Regions from separate parts of the Rattus norvegicus genome. Here region 2 is linked to region 1. A link is a contact called in public Hi-C data. All regions are on one chromosome and are shown on one strand. The core of a region is the stretch at or near the end of the contact, and the rest is flanking DNA. Distances in the headings are between cores, read along the strand shown. Region 1 has its middle 67 kb from the start of Dock5. Region 2 has its middle 20 kb from the start of Nefl.

What was found. A called contact is a pair of places that touch in the nucleus more often than the background predicts.
Region 2: a contact with region 1 is called in a Hi-C map of Schwann cells, with 2.6 times the contacts expected there. The contact joins two enhancer-like sites. A contact is called at or near these places in 9 of 12 Hi-C or Micro-C datasets (the A7r5 cell line, the Rat2 cell line, Schwann cells and 5 more).

Annotation. Positions count from the first base shown.
Region 1 is chr15:46,398,143-46,404,117 of GRCr8, reverse strand. No RefSeq gene overlaps it. Among named protein-coding and RNA genes, the nearest start is that of Dock5, 67 kb to the right of the region's middle. Within about 2 kb of position 1,402, at least 2 of the 93 cell types and tissues checked have an H3K27ac peak or open chromatin away from gene starts, as enhancers often do. A contact at or near this core is called in Schwann cells, where this site is marked.
Region 2 is chr15:46,454,761-46,460,705 of GRCr8, reverse strand. It overlaps the pseudogene Rps16-ps5. Among named protein-coding and RNA genes, the nearest start is that of Nefl, 20 kb to the left of the region's middle. Within about 2 kb of position 4,100, at least 9 of the 93 cell types and tissues checked have an H3K27ac peak or open chromatin away from gene starts, as enhancers often do. A contact at or near this core is called in Schwann cells, where this site is marked.

The DNA.
Region 1 (5,975 bases), core at 153-2,652:
AATAATATTTTAGTTAAAATATTATTCAAAACCAAAATATGAACCTGTTAGTTCATTTTCTGTTGCTAAAGAAAAATACTCAAGAACAGTAGTTTATAATTTTTTTTAAAAAAAAGTTTTGCTTTGACTCAGTTCTGAAAGCTCGAAAGGTGTCAGTATCTTCTACTTCTGAAAGGACACATGTGCTCCATGAAGGGCAAAAGAGCAAAAGAGAAAACAGGTGTGTATGGACTAGGACGGTAGCTGACATAGGCCTCCAGGATTGACAATAATCTCCCGTGAGTATAGATCCCACATGACCTCATTACCTCCTAAAGCTAACCATCGCGATGGATTCTGATAGGAGCAGATCACAGACATACTGTAGCAACAGACTCTCAGTGTATCTCTGCTAAATGGCATATGCATGTAACAGACATACAACCTTCTGTGTGTGTGTGTGTGTGTGTGTGTGTGTGTGTGTGTGTGTGTGTGTAAAACAGAGAAACAGCCTTTAGTATGTGTTTCTATGTGTGCATGTGTGTGTAAGTATGTGTGTGTTTGTGCATGTGGGTATGTATGTGTGTGTGTCTCTCTGTGTGTGCATGTGTATGTGTGTCTGTGAACTGGAATGAAATGCGAAGCTCTCCCTGAGTCTGAGTCTGCCAGCTTTAAGTTTTTTGCATGGGCTGTTATAGTGATCTCATTTGGAATAACTAAACAATAAATGTCAATAAATGTCTTGACTATTTATTCCCGAGGCTTCCTGTCCTAGGAAGCAGATGCATAGATCATACAGTAATGAAGAAAGAATCAATTGAGGCCTCCATAGCTTCCTCAGAAAAAAAACTGTTTAGTATGGATATTTAGTAAAAAAAATATATATTGTTTTGCTAAATATTTGTTCTGTTGTGTTGTAGAAATAAAATAGTGGGGATTGTGGCAGAATCAAATGTAACTCCTGGTACCCCCAATAACAATCTTAATTAGGGTGACTGGGAGATGATAAACAAGAATGGGAGGGATAAGAAAGGAGGAAAGATACAGGGTGATGGAGAGCCACATTGTCATTAGGTAAGTCGGCAGTTTTCGTGAGCATCCTTATGGCTGCTGCTGTGTAGAATTCTGTAACCCTCTGACCTCAGGGCAGATGAATCACTGGGTATCTCAATAGATGTGTGTGTGTGTGCCTGTGTGTGCATGTGTGTGTACAAACCATGTGTTCAGAGGTATTAGGAGAATCATAAAAGTCATCAGCAAGCTTTCTGTATTAAAAGTTCAGTCTGCAGAATGACTCATTTCTCCCAAAAGAACCTTCTTGTTATGACTAATACATAATCAAATTCCTTTAGGCTAATGCCCACATCCCCTTGTTTGGGGAACATAGAGATACTGTCCAAGGAAACACATAACAGTGCTTGCATGATTCCCTACAAAGAGAAACTAAAGTAAGGTTTTTGATGCTGTGCCAATAGGAAAGGGAAAACATGAAGCCCAGAGCACTGGATTAGTAAGGATGCCTTCCCATAGGCACTGCCACAATCAGGCTCTGCTACCTTGAGCAAACTGTTATGGCCTGTTTTCTCAGCTCACAAGTAAAAGGTCAGCTCACCTGCTCTTTTTATTTTTAATCGGATATTTTATTTATTTACATTTCAAATGTTATCCCCTTTCCCAGTTTCCTCTCCCCCTGCTTCTATGAGGGTGTTCCCCTACCTACCCACCCACCAACTCCCACCTCACTGCCCTGGCATTTCCCTAAACTGGAGCATTGAGCCTTCACAAGACCAAGGGCCTCTCCTCCCATTGATGCAGATAAGGCCACCCTCTGCTACATGTGCAACTGGAGCCATGGGTCCCTCCAATGTGTGCTCTTTGGTTAGTGGTTTAGTCCTTCACCTGCTTGTTAATATCCCTTCTTGAATGTGATCTCAGAGTTTCCCTGCACTTCCTCTCATAAATTCTGATGTTAGATTTTCTAATAGAGTTTATTCTACATAACAGTTGTAGCATTCATCCTTCCTGTGTTCCTACATGAAATGAATATTTATTAAGCATGTACTCCATGTCAGATCCTGTAATGTCACCACACTGTACCCCTTCTAACATCATGTTTACCTTTGGTTTTCTTCTACTGTCTAGCCCACTGTCAGTGGATGCTCAATAAATGTTTGTCCGGTTTACTTGAATGAGGTCCTTTGGTTCAAGCTAGAGGCTAGATGTCCTATTTTAGTGCAATCACATCATTTATTTAGAAATAGCCCTGGAAGACTAGGATGATGGCTCACCCAGTACAGGGCTTTCTTGTCACGTATGAAGGCCTGAGTTCAAGCCCCCAGAACCCATAAAAAAAAAAGCTTGACATGATGGCACACCCCTGTAATCTCAAAACAACAGATTGGCAGATTCTTGGGGCTCAGTGGCCAACCTGTTTAGCCTATAATGTGGGTCCTGAGTCAATGAAAAACCCTATATGAAAAAAAGTAGATAATACCTGAGGAATGACACCAAGATTGTCCTCTGGCCTGTATATAAACACGTACACTCTCACACATACACAAACACACACACACACACACACACACACACACGAAGATACAATCTGGTCCTAAGGTTCAGTTGAGATTGCCATGGAAACTATTCTCAAAGAATATGAAACACAGAAGTTTCCAAGCAAATGGTGGTGACATTTTTCCTGTAAGCTTCTCTAGGTGCGTGGAGTTCTGCCTTGTAACCTCTTTGTTATTAATCCAACTTATAACTACATATAGCTCATGTGTCTCCTAGACGAACATGCTTCAGCGCTCTGAAGAGTTATTGCCATTCTTAGATACTCACTCTGTGGGAAACCATGCCTTAGTTTCTCTCTCCCTGGTATCATGAGAATGCATCACAGTTCAGCAGCCCACCCCCAACCCATTGGATTGAATTTAAGATTGTCCACTGACAGCAAGCTGCTATCAGCACATGACTTAAACCTCTGTGAAACCTAGGTTTTATTTTTTTGTACATAGCAAGGTAACAAAACTTTCAGGATTCATCTTCAATTTTCAATCAACACCTACAGAGTCATTTGAGGGCAGGCATTTAACATTTCGTTCATCACCTAAGATGGTGCTAAAGAGCAGATCTGTAGTAGTTTAACTGTTAATGCCCCCATAGGCTCAGATCTCTGAATGCTTTGTCTTCAGTTGCTGGCACTGCTCTGCTAGGTTTAGGAGGCGTGGCATTGCTAGAAGTAGTGTGTCACCAGAAAGTTACAAACATGCTCACAGTCTCCAGTTTGTCCTCTTTCCCCTGTGATTGTTGTTCACAATGTGAGCCTTCAGCTTCTTCTGCAGCCATCTTGCCCATTGCCCACTGCGTCCACTCTGCCATCATGGACTGTAACACTCTGGAATCATGAGCCGAAACAAACTCTTCCTTCTATAAGTTGCCTTGTTCGTGGGGTTTTATTAAGTAACTAATATAAAATTAAATGAGATATGGTACGGTCAACACCTAAACACCTAAAATACCTTTTGAGTGCCAATTACTAAATGACCCCAACCCCACCCCTTGACTCCAAAAACTGGAACAGAGTGCCAACAAAGAGCAAGAGGGCACAGAGCAAGGGCTCCCTAACTTTCTGTCTATTCTGGTTAGAGGATCTCAATTGATACCAATCATATCCCAACTGACACAATGAGAAAACAGATCTTCCACTTGATCCAGCTATAGCACTCCTCAGGGCATTACCCAAAGGGTATTACCCAAAGGGCATCACACCAATGTGTCACAGAGAGAGTTGAACATCAGTGTTCCACAATTCACAGTGGCTAAATGCAGCGACCCTAAGTGTGTGTTAACAAATGAGTGCATAAAAATGGACACATACATAATGGAGTGTTTTAGCCACAGAAAAAATGAATAAAGCTATGTTGTTTGCAGGAGTGAATGTTACTGAGGATTATCATACTAAGCAAATCAAGGCTTCCTCCAAAGGACAGATATCTCTTCTTTCATCTGTGACTCCTATATTTGATACACATACATGAGACTATGTATGTATATATGGCATGAAAACAGGTGCTAACCTGTCCAAGGGAGCAATAAGATGGGAGCGGAGGGGAAAGAAAGGAGTTATCAGGTATAGGGTATATGTTCAGCATAATACATATGTGTATGAAAACTTACAAGTTAAGTCATTTTTAAACAGTAAAAAAAATGTGGTTAAAAGAGAGATATTACAAGACACACACTAGGGACACCCTTCTGGAAAGCTAGGACACTGGGACAGCTTACAGCTTTCAGACTCAGAGTGAGCAGCTCTGCCTGTGGAAAAACAGAAGTCATACAGTTGGGGTTCTGGACCTTTTTCTCCAGCCTGGACCAATGAATGACACTGGTCAAGTAGAGAGGAGCCTGTGAGATGAATCCCAAGATGGCTGACCTGTTTGGTGTGACAGAGAGCAGGGTAACTGGCTGCATCGACTTCTGCAAGAACTCTGATTATAATGTCAGCACATCGTGAGTAACTTCCAACTTTTTTCCTAAGTCTTGACTTTTCAAGATTTTAAGAGCTTTGTATATAGTGGATAGTGGAGAGGCCAAGACTTCCACGCTCCCCTGTGAGACTTCATGTTTACCACCAATTTACTAGTCTCCAAGTCAAAAAATATACATTCTTACCTAAATGCAACACACTTATGAAGACTCAATTATATGCTTCTCAAGGATACCTAGGAAGATAGCTCAGTCAATGTGCTTTCTATACAAGCATAGGGACCTAAGTTCGATCCCTAGAATGCAAATTTTAAAAATGAGGTTGGGGGGGTTGGGGGTTTAGCTCAGTGGTAGAGCGCTTGCCTAGCAAGCGCAAGGCCCTGGGTTCAGTCCTCAGCTCCGAAAAAAAAATGGAAAAAAAATGAGGTAGGGGACATGGTAGTACATGCTTATAGCCCTAGTACTGGGGATACAGAGGCAGGAGGACCTCCAGGGTGTACTTGCCATCCTGTTTAGGCTAATTAGTAAGCTCCAGGCCAATGAAAGGGTTCTCAAAGGAGGTAGACCAACTTTCTGAAGATGATACTCAAAGTTGTGTGCAGACAGACAGACAGACAGACACACACACACACACACACACACACACACTCACACACACATTTGTCAAGACAGTTAAATTTGGGGATAAAGCAGATTTTTCTATGTTAAGGGCACACTAAATTAGTCCTTCAGCTTTCAGACTCCGCTAAACACATTCATCCTTCTTCTTTGACACGAAATCCAATACTCTGAAGAGACAAGGCAATGTTCCAACTCCTCTGCCAGCATCCATCTTCCTTTATTGAGCATTCTAAGCCTAAAATTAAAAAAAATTTAAATTCCAAAACGTTTCTGTCTTGATATATTTAAATTCTGAAGAAACAGGGGCTGAGGTTACACGTATTTTATGACATGGAGTAAAAACTTCAAAGGGTCCACAAGTGGAGGTTTCAGGTGGTAAAGAGGTATTTAGTCTTTAACTTGGAGGATGGCTTAGAAAGCTTGCCATTTAGGCTATGGTACTTTCCTGAAGTTTGGTCCTCTTTATATTTCTCTTCATCCCAACTTACAAAGCATCTCCTGGTCTTTGGAGGAACCTTCATACTAGAAACGTTCTCTATGATGGCATCTCAGAGCACTTAAATTCCCATTCTTATGCTATTGGGATTCGGATATGATTTAGATTCACTCCTTATCTCCCCTCCACACACTTCTTTAAAGCACAGAGTGCTGATGGGCTGCACCAACAGTTTCTAATTCTTCCTCAGTTATTTGTCCTCAGATCATTTCTCATGAATGCTCCAGAGCAAAAGATCTTTTGGAAAGTGTATTCATCTTCTGAATCTACTGTCTTTCTGTCAGTCGTGGAAATGTTCACCTCTTTCAGCTCGGTCTGAATACTGAGTTCCTAACACTGCCTTCCAATCTTCAGAATAAGGATGCACCAGTTTTATGTAAATACCACACAAACA
Region 2 (5,945 bases), core at 2,851-5,350, 54 kb before region 1:
TTTCACCCAAGTCTAACTTAGTGAAAAGCTTAAAGAGTTTAATTAGGATTATTGGCTGTAGAATAGGCAGGTTTTGAGCGGCCATACTACTGAAGAAAATGCCTTCCTCATTCTCAGAATTGCCTATAAATCCTCAGGGATATGTGGGCTCATAAAATTCCATGGTTATGGGATAATAATGAACCCAATCTTATGCAGTTCTCATGGAGACAGTCACAGAGGCAGGCAATTTGAGGGAAAGAAAGAAAGAGACAGACAGACAGAAAGCAGCCATGCCATGTCCATGGGGACAGTGTTCCACAAAGATCGTGATGTGCTCTGGAGCTTTTGTGATGGACTGAAGGCTTCAGTTTCATGTCTATTATAAGGACTGCCACAGAGTCATCAGCCACAGTGAGCCTGGCACTAGTCTGTCCTAACAGATTGTTTAACTTACCCCATTGTAAGGGCCAGGAAAGATGTTTGGGATGTTTAGTACTCCTCTGGCCCAAGGCATAGCAGATTCCTTTAAACCCACGCTCTTGTTCTGCATTCTTCTTGGCCTTTCTATAAGAAGTGTCTTACAGATCAACACATCTGCCATAAAGGCCAAACTCGTCAATATTGACCAAAGGGCATATGCCTGATTCTGACCTCAGCTACATGTTTCTGTTATGCCTTTTTCACATGATTTCAACTGAGACTGAGGTGTATCACAGGCAATGAGCAGAGGAATAGAGGCACTTCATAACTTGCTTTCTTCTTTCATCTATTAAAAGCCTGCTGTGTACCAGGTACTGCACCATGCACTTAAAGTGAAGAAGCCCTTGTCCTTGGAGAGTTTAAAATCAAAATAAAAGGAAACATAAAAGAATGCCAACCTTTCATATGGCAGGTGCTGTGGTAGCACTGACAATGGTATTGTTAACCAGCTTAAGGATGGGCGCAGGAGGAGCAGGGGAGGCATCTAAGGTCATGACAGCCAGCACCCACCAAATGTCCACTTCCTAATTTGGTAAAAATTTTCCTATGAATTATTTAATTGCTTGGGCACCTGCCCCAGCAGTTGACAGGGTTCCCAAGAGGAAATAAAAAGTCAGAGGGTGGGGTGGAGAGATGACTCAGTGGTTAAGAGGACTGATTGCTCTTCCAGAGGTCCTGAGTTCAATTCCCAGCAAGCACATGGTGACTCACAACCATCTGTAATGGGATCCGATGCCCTCTTCTGGTGTGTCTGAAGACAACTACAGTGTGTGTGTGTGTGTGTGTGTGTGTGTGTGTGTGTGTGTGTGTGTGTGTGTATAAAATAAATCTTTAAAAAATTAAGTCAGGGAGTGAAGTAAGTTGGGCACGGTGGTCAGAGGAATCTTGCACCTCTGGCTGACTAGCAATCAGGTTGCTTCTTTATTTACACAGGTTTCACAGAACATGGACAGACTAGTGATTATCCAAAAAATATAGGTTATACCATTTTGTCTCCGGACATGTGTTTCATTTTTCATTGTATATGTGGCATTACATGTATAATTAGAAAGTACACATAGAACAGATTTCATTTTCATTATCAATCCTATAACTCCAATTCAAAGAATCTAAGAAAAGTCCTTACCAAAGTAATGCATTCATTATGTGACAGCCTGCTTTCAGGCTGACAGCATTTGCGATTTGAAAGCACACTAGACAAACAGGAAATACCTTTTTATGAATAGCAAATACTGACTCCTTTATTTCTATCCTTTTCTCATCTATACGATTAAGTAGGAAAAGTTATTCTAGTAACTCTATCTCATTTACTGAGTTCTATTCCTCCAGGGGCATACCCTGTATGATCCTCTATCTTTAAGCTACATTTTCAGAGAGTTCTAAGTGCATTGTCAAAAGAGGCCTTGAATCTATTACCAAGTCTCCTGGCCAGTTGGAGTTCATCAACTATCTCTAAGTTCACCCTGTTCCAGTTACACTGTTTGAGAGAAGATCCCCGGAGTCACGGTCTCATAAAGAAATCCTAGCGTCTGTGTGATTATCTGTGCTTATCATGATCTCCAGGACATAAGACTTCCAAATAGGACCAGAAAAGGCTACTTCCCGAAAAACAGAAGGTATAGTACGTTTAGGACTTTCTAAAGAGACTCAGACATAATTTTTCTCGAGAAAAGACATAAAATTACTCCTAATGCAGAAAGTCCATAAGAATGCAACACGCAGAGGCCAAAACCTAAAACTGAGAGACAAAATGACAGCACTCACAGCACTGGCTCAGCTTCACTGGAATTGCATCCAACAGCTGTGCTGGCTTCCTGACCTTTGCCATTTCCAGTGGACATGGCTGTGCCATTTAGTCCCAACAGCCACCGTATGTAAAGTCTCTTCTCATAGCCTCATTGAATAGATGACAAACAGATGTGCCTGAAGTTAGAGTCACAGGGACAGAACTCTGTGTGGTCTATGACATCGAAGTCAACGGGGTTTCACCAGCATGCTGTATTAATTCTACCTATGTCCAGAGGTTGAGAGACATTGAGCCTTAGTCTATGAATAGCCAGCGGCCAGGTCAATGTGGGAAGATGTTTCAAATAAAAAAGTGACATATTCAAAGGCCTGGAGATAGAAGTGGTGAGGAGTTTGGAGGAAAGAGATGTTTTTAGAGTACTGGAAAACACCCAGATCCAGGAATGGAGGCTCAGCCAACATCTGCCTGCAAAAGCCTTCCCATCATGCTCTTGTCAGCACTACTGATGACTGACACACACATAATAATAGTAATAGTAATAGTAATAATAATAATAATAATATGTATCTATTAGCTTGCTGTAATGTTTCATTATATGAATATTTAGAATCCTTTGCATTGGAAGCATTGGGGTTTTTTTCTACTATGAAAATGTAGGCCTTTTCTGGTGGCGGTGCTGCGTGGTGAGGATCCCTTGTTCATACTTATAGCTATGCCATCCAAGGGTCTGCTGCAGTCCGTGCAAGTCTTTGGACGAAAGAAGACAGCCAGAGCTGTGGCCCACTGCAAACGAGGAAATAGGCTCATCAAGGTGAATGGACGTCCCCTGGAGATGATCGAGCCGCTCAGGCTTCAAAACAAGTTATTGGAGCCTGTTTTGCTTCTGGGCAAGGAGAGATTTGCTGGTGTGGATATCCAGGTCCATGTGAAGGGTGGTGGTCATGTGGCCCAAATTTATGCTATCCGGCAGTCCATCTCAAAAGCCCTGATGGTTTATTACCAAAATTATGTGGATAAGCCTCTAAGAAGGATATCAAAGATATCCTCATTCAGTACAATCTGATCCTGTTTGCAGCTGACTCCCGTCGCTGCAAATCCAAAAAGTTTGGCGGTCCTAGTGCCCATGCCCGGTACCAGAAATCCTATTGATAAGCCACTCTCAAGGATCAGGGTTTACCTTTGTAATAAACATCCTAGGACTTTAAAAAAAAGAAAAAAAGAAAATGTGGACTAAGTAGATGTTAACGATAGCATTTTTTAAATATATCTTAATTGACACATGTCTTGGGTTGCAATATGACATTTCAATATGCAATAATGATCAAACCACCTGGAAGGTCTATCTCTCTAGACTTTTATCAGTTCTTTGGATTAAAAAATCCTGTCTTTGGAGATTTTCAAATATGCAATAACTTGTTGATTGTAATCTTTAGTGGTGTGAGACTTGACCTTTCTTTCTCCCGATGGTCTGTTTAAAGAGTTTCCATTCCTAAAAATAAAAATAAAATAAATAAATTAGAAAGGGGAGTAATCCAGTATACTTCACCACAAAAGCTCCCATGACCCCTGAGAGAAAGACAATTAGCAGGAATCTTGGCGTGTGTCTCCCGTTTAGTGCGTTAAAACACGAAAGCTGTCACTTGAACTAATTATGCTGTGAAAGGTCAATTGGAATTTCCAAACTTGCAGATGAAGGCATACAATAAAATATCAGACTACTGAAGCATTAGATTTGAAACATAATTTTGACAGATTTCTATATCTAATGCAGTTTCCCTCTCCTCCGCCAAGCTGAGAGAAGCCAAAGACCAGACCCCATCTCCGTCCCTACTCCCTCTCCTGTCTAGAGCATTTCACAACAAAGTCTGTAGCATGCAGATGAGTCATAAGAGCTCTGCAGGCAGCTGGCCAGACTCAGTGCCAGCCTCTCCCACTTCCCTTTACATGCCTTGCACTGGGTTAGGACACCAAGCTACTTCAAGCCTTTGTCTCTGGGTCTGTCAGTGGGGTCGACCATAATGCCTCCTCCAACCAATGGTATATATCACACGGTAAGTGGCCCATTGTGACAACCACCACTGTGATAATGAAACTCCAGGCCTTAGTTACAATTCAGATTCCCAAATCCTATCAGAACTATATAGCGTCCATTTCGTACAGTGTTCAACATACAAAGCTATTCTCTAACACCCAGGGTCAGGGAGACCTTGCTATGTGGTAAGGATGAACACAGTATCATTGTCTCACATACTCCACTAGCAGGTTAATGAGTGCCTCACATCCTGAGATCACTGCTCAGTGATGTGTTGTTGAGTGGGAATGACTACAGCTGTTTCTTGTTGCCCTAGAAATTCTCATCTAATCCTAGGCACAGCTCCTCCCCGGTAGAAAGTTATTTTATGTGCCTGTTTTGCCTGCATGTACCATATGTGTATGCCCGGTACCACAGAAGTCAGAAGAGGATATCAGGGATGGATGTGAATCACCATGTGGCTTCTGGGAATTGAAGCCAGCTTCTCTGCCAGAGCAACTGGTACTCTTGACCTTGCAACCACTAAGGCAACTTCTACAGTTGCCCGGTGACACATTATTTTGGAGATTTATTGCTGTTTGTATTCGTGTTTGTGTGCCTGGGGAGGTGTATGTGTGCCATGTGTGTGGAGATTCTCACAGAGGCCATAAGAGGAATTAGATCTCTTGGATTTGGAGTTGTAGGTAATCGTGAGCCTTCTGTGTGGGTGCTAGGAACTGAACCCGGATCCTCTGTGAGAGTAGCAAGTGTTCTTAATCACTGAGCCATCTCTCCTGTCATCTCGGCTGTCATTTTAATCCTAGTGAGGAGAAAGGGTCAAGAGTCACTTGTCAAAATTACAGAAGAGTCCAATGTGGTAAGATGTGCAGCACCCTTTAAAAAATAAATATCTGCAGCCAAATATTTAAATTGCGTACATGCTTCAGAACTGAGTCCCTGGACCTTCTTGTACACCAATCACCCTCACTGAGCACTGGTGAGAATCTTCCTGGATGCGAAGTAACCATGCCTATTTATGAAGTATCCCCATCACTCTCCTAGAACTTTATTTATAAAGAATTTATGGTATGTAATTATATTATCAAGTCTGAAATACAGTGTAGAAATAGTGAGCTAAAGGAACTCACAGAATTGAGAACTTGGGGCTGGAGGACCTAACAAAGTGTCAAGAAGGTTCAACATTCACACTCAGCACTGGCAGGAGGAATACAGGCATCCCTGGAAGGTGAAGAGCACTGTGGGATGCGCTGGCCCGGAAGATTCCAGAGTTTAGTTCAGTGTGCCAGCCCGGGGGCGGGGGGCATTACTTTGTAGCAGAAACCCAATGGACATGTATCTATAAAGCACTTACCAGTGGCTCTGTCTTGCTCAGTCTCTGGGAATAGTACAGGGACCACCTGATAGTCCCTGCCCTTCTCAAGAGGACTTTCTAGAATTTGAAGGGACAGAATATAAACCTTATAAAATCTACCTATCTGCAATAAATCCAAAAATGTATGAGTCTGAAATGTTCTATGGACAAATGAAAAGAAAAATTAAAGCTGGACAGCATGCCACAGGGTAAGGGGGTGGGGGGTAGGATGGGCTTTCCTTAGAGGAGCAGAAATTATCTGAGTGAAAACTTAAATGTAGGGAGAGTATGAAGCATGCTTTAGATACCTTTTTTCTAGCCGCTGTCAGTGGCGGGTAACAGTTCAAGTGAAA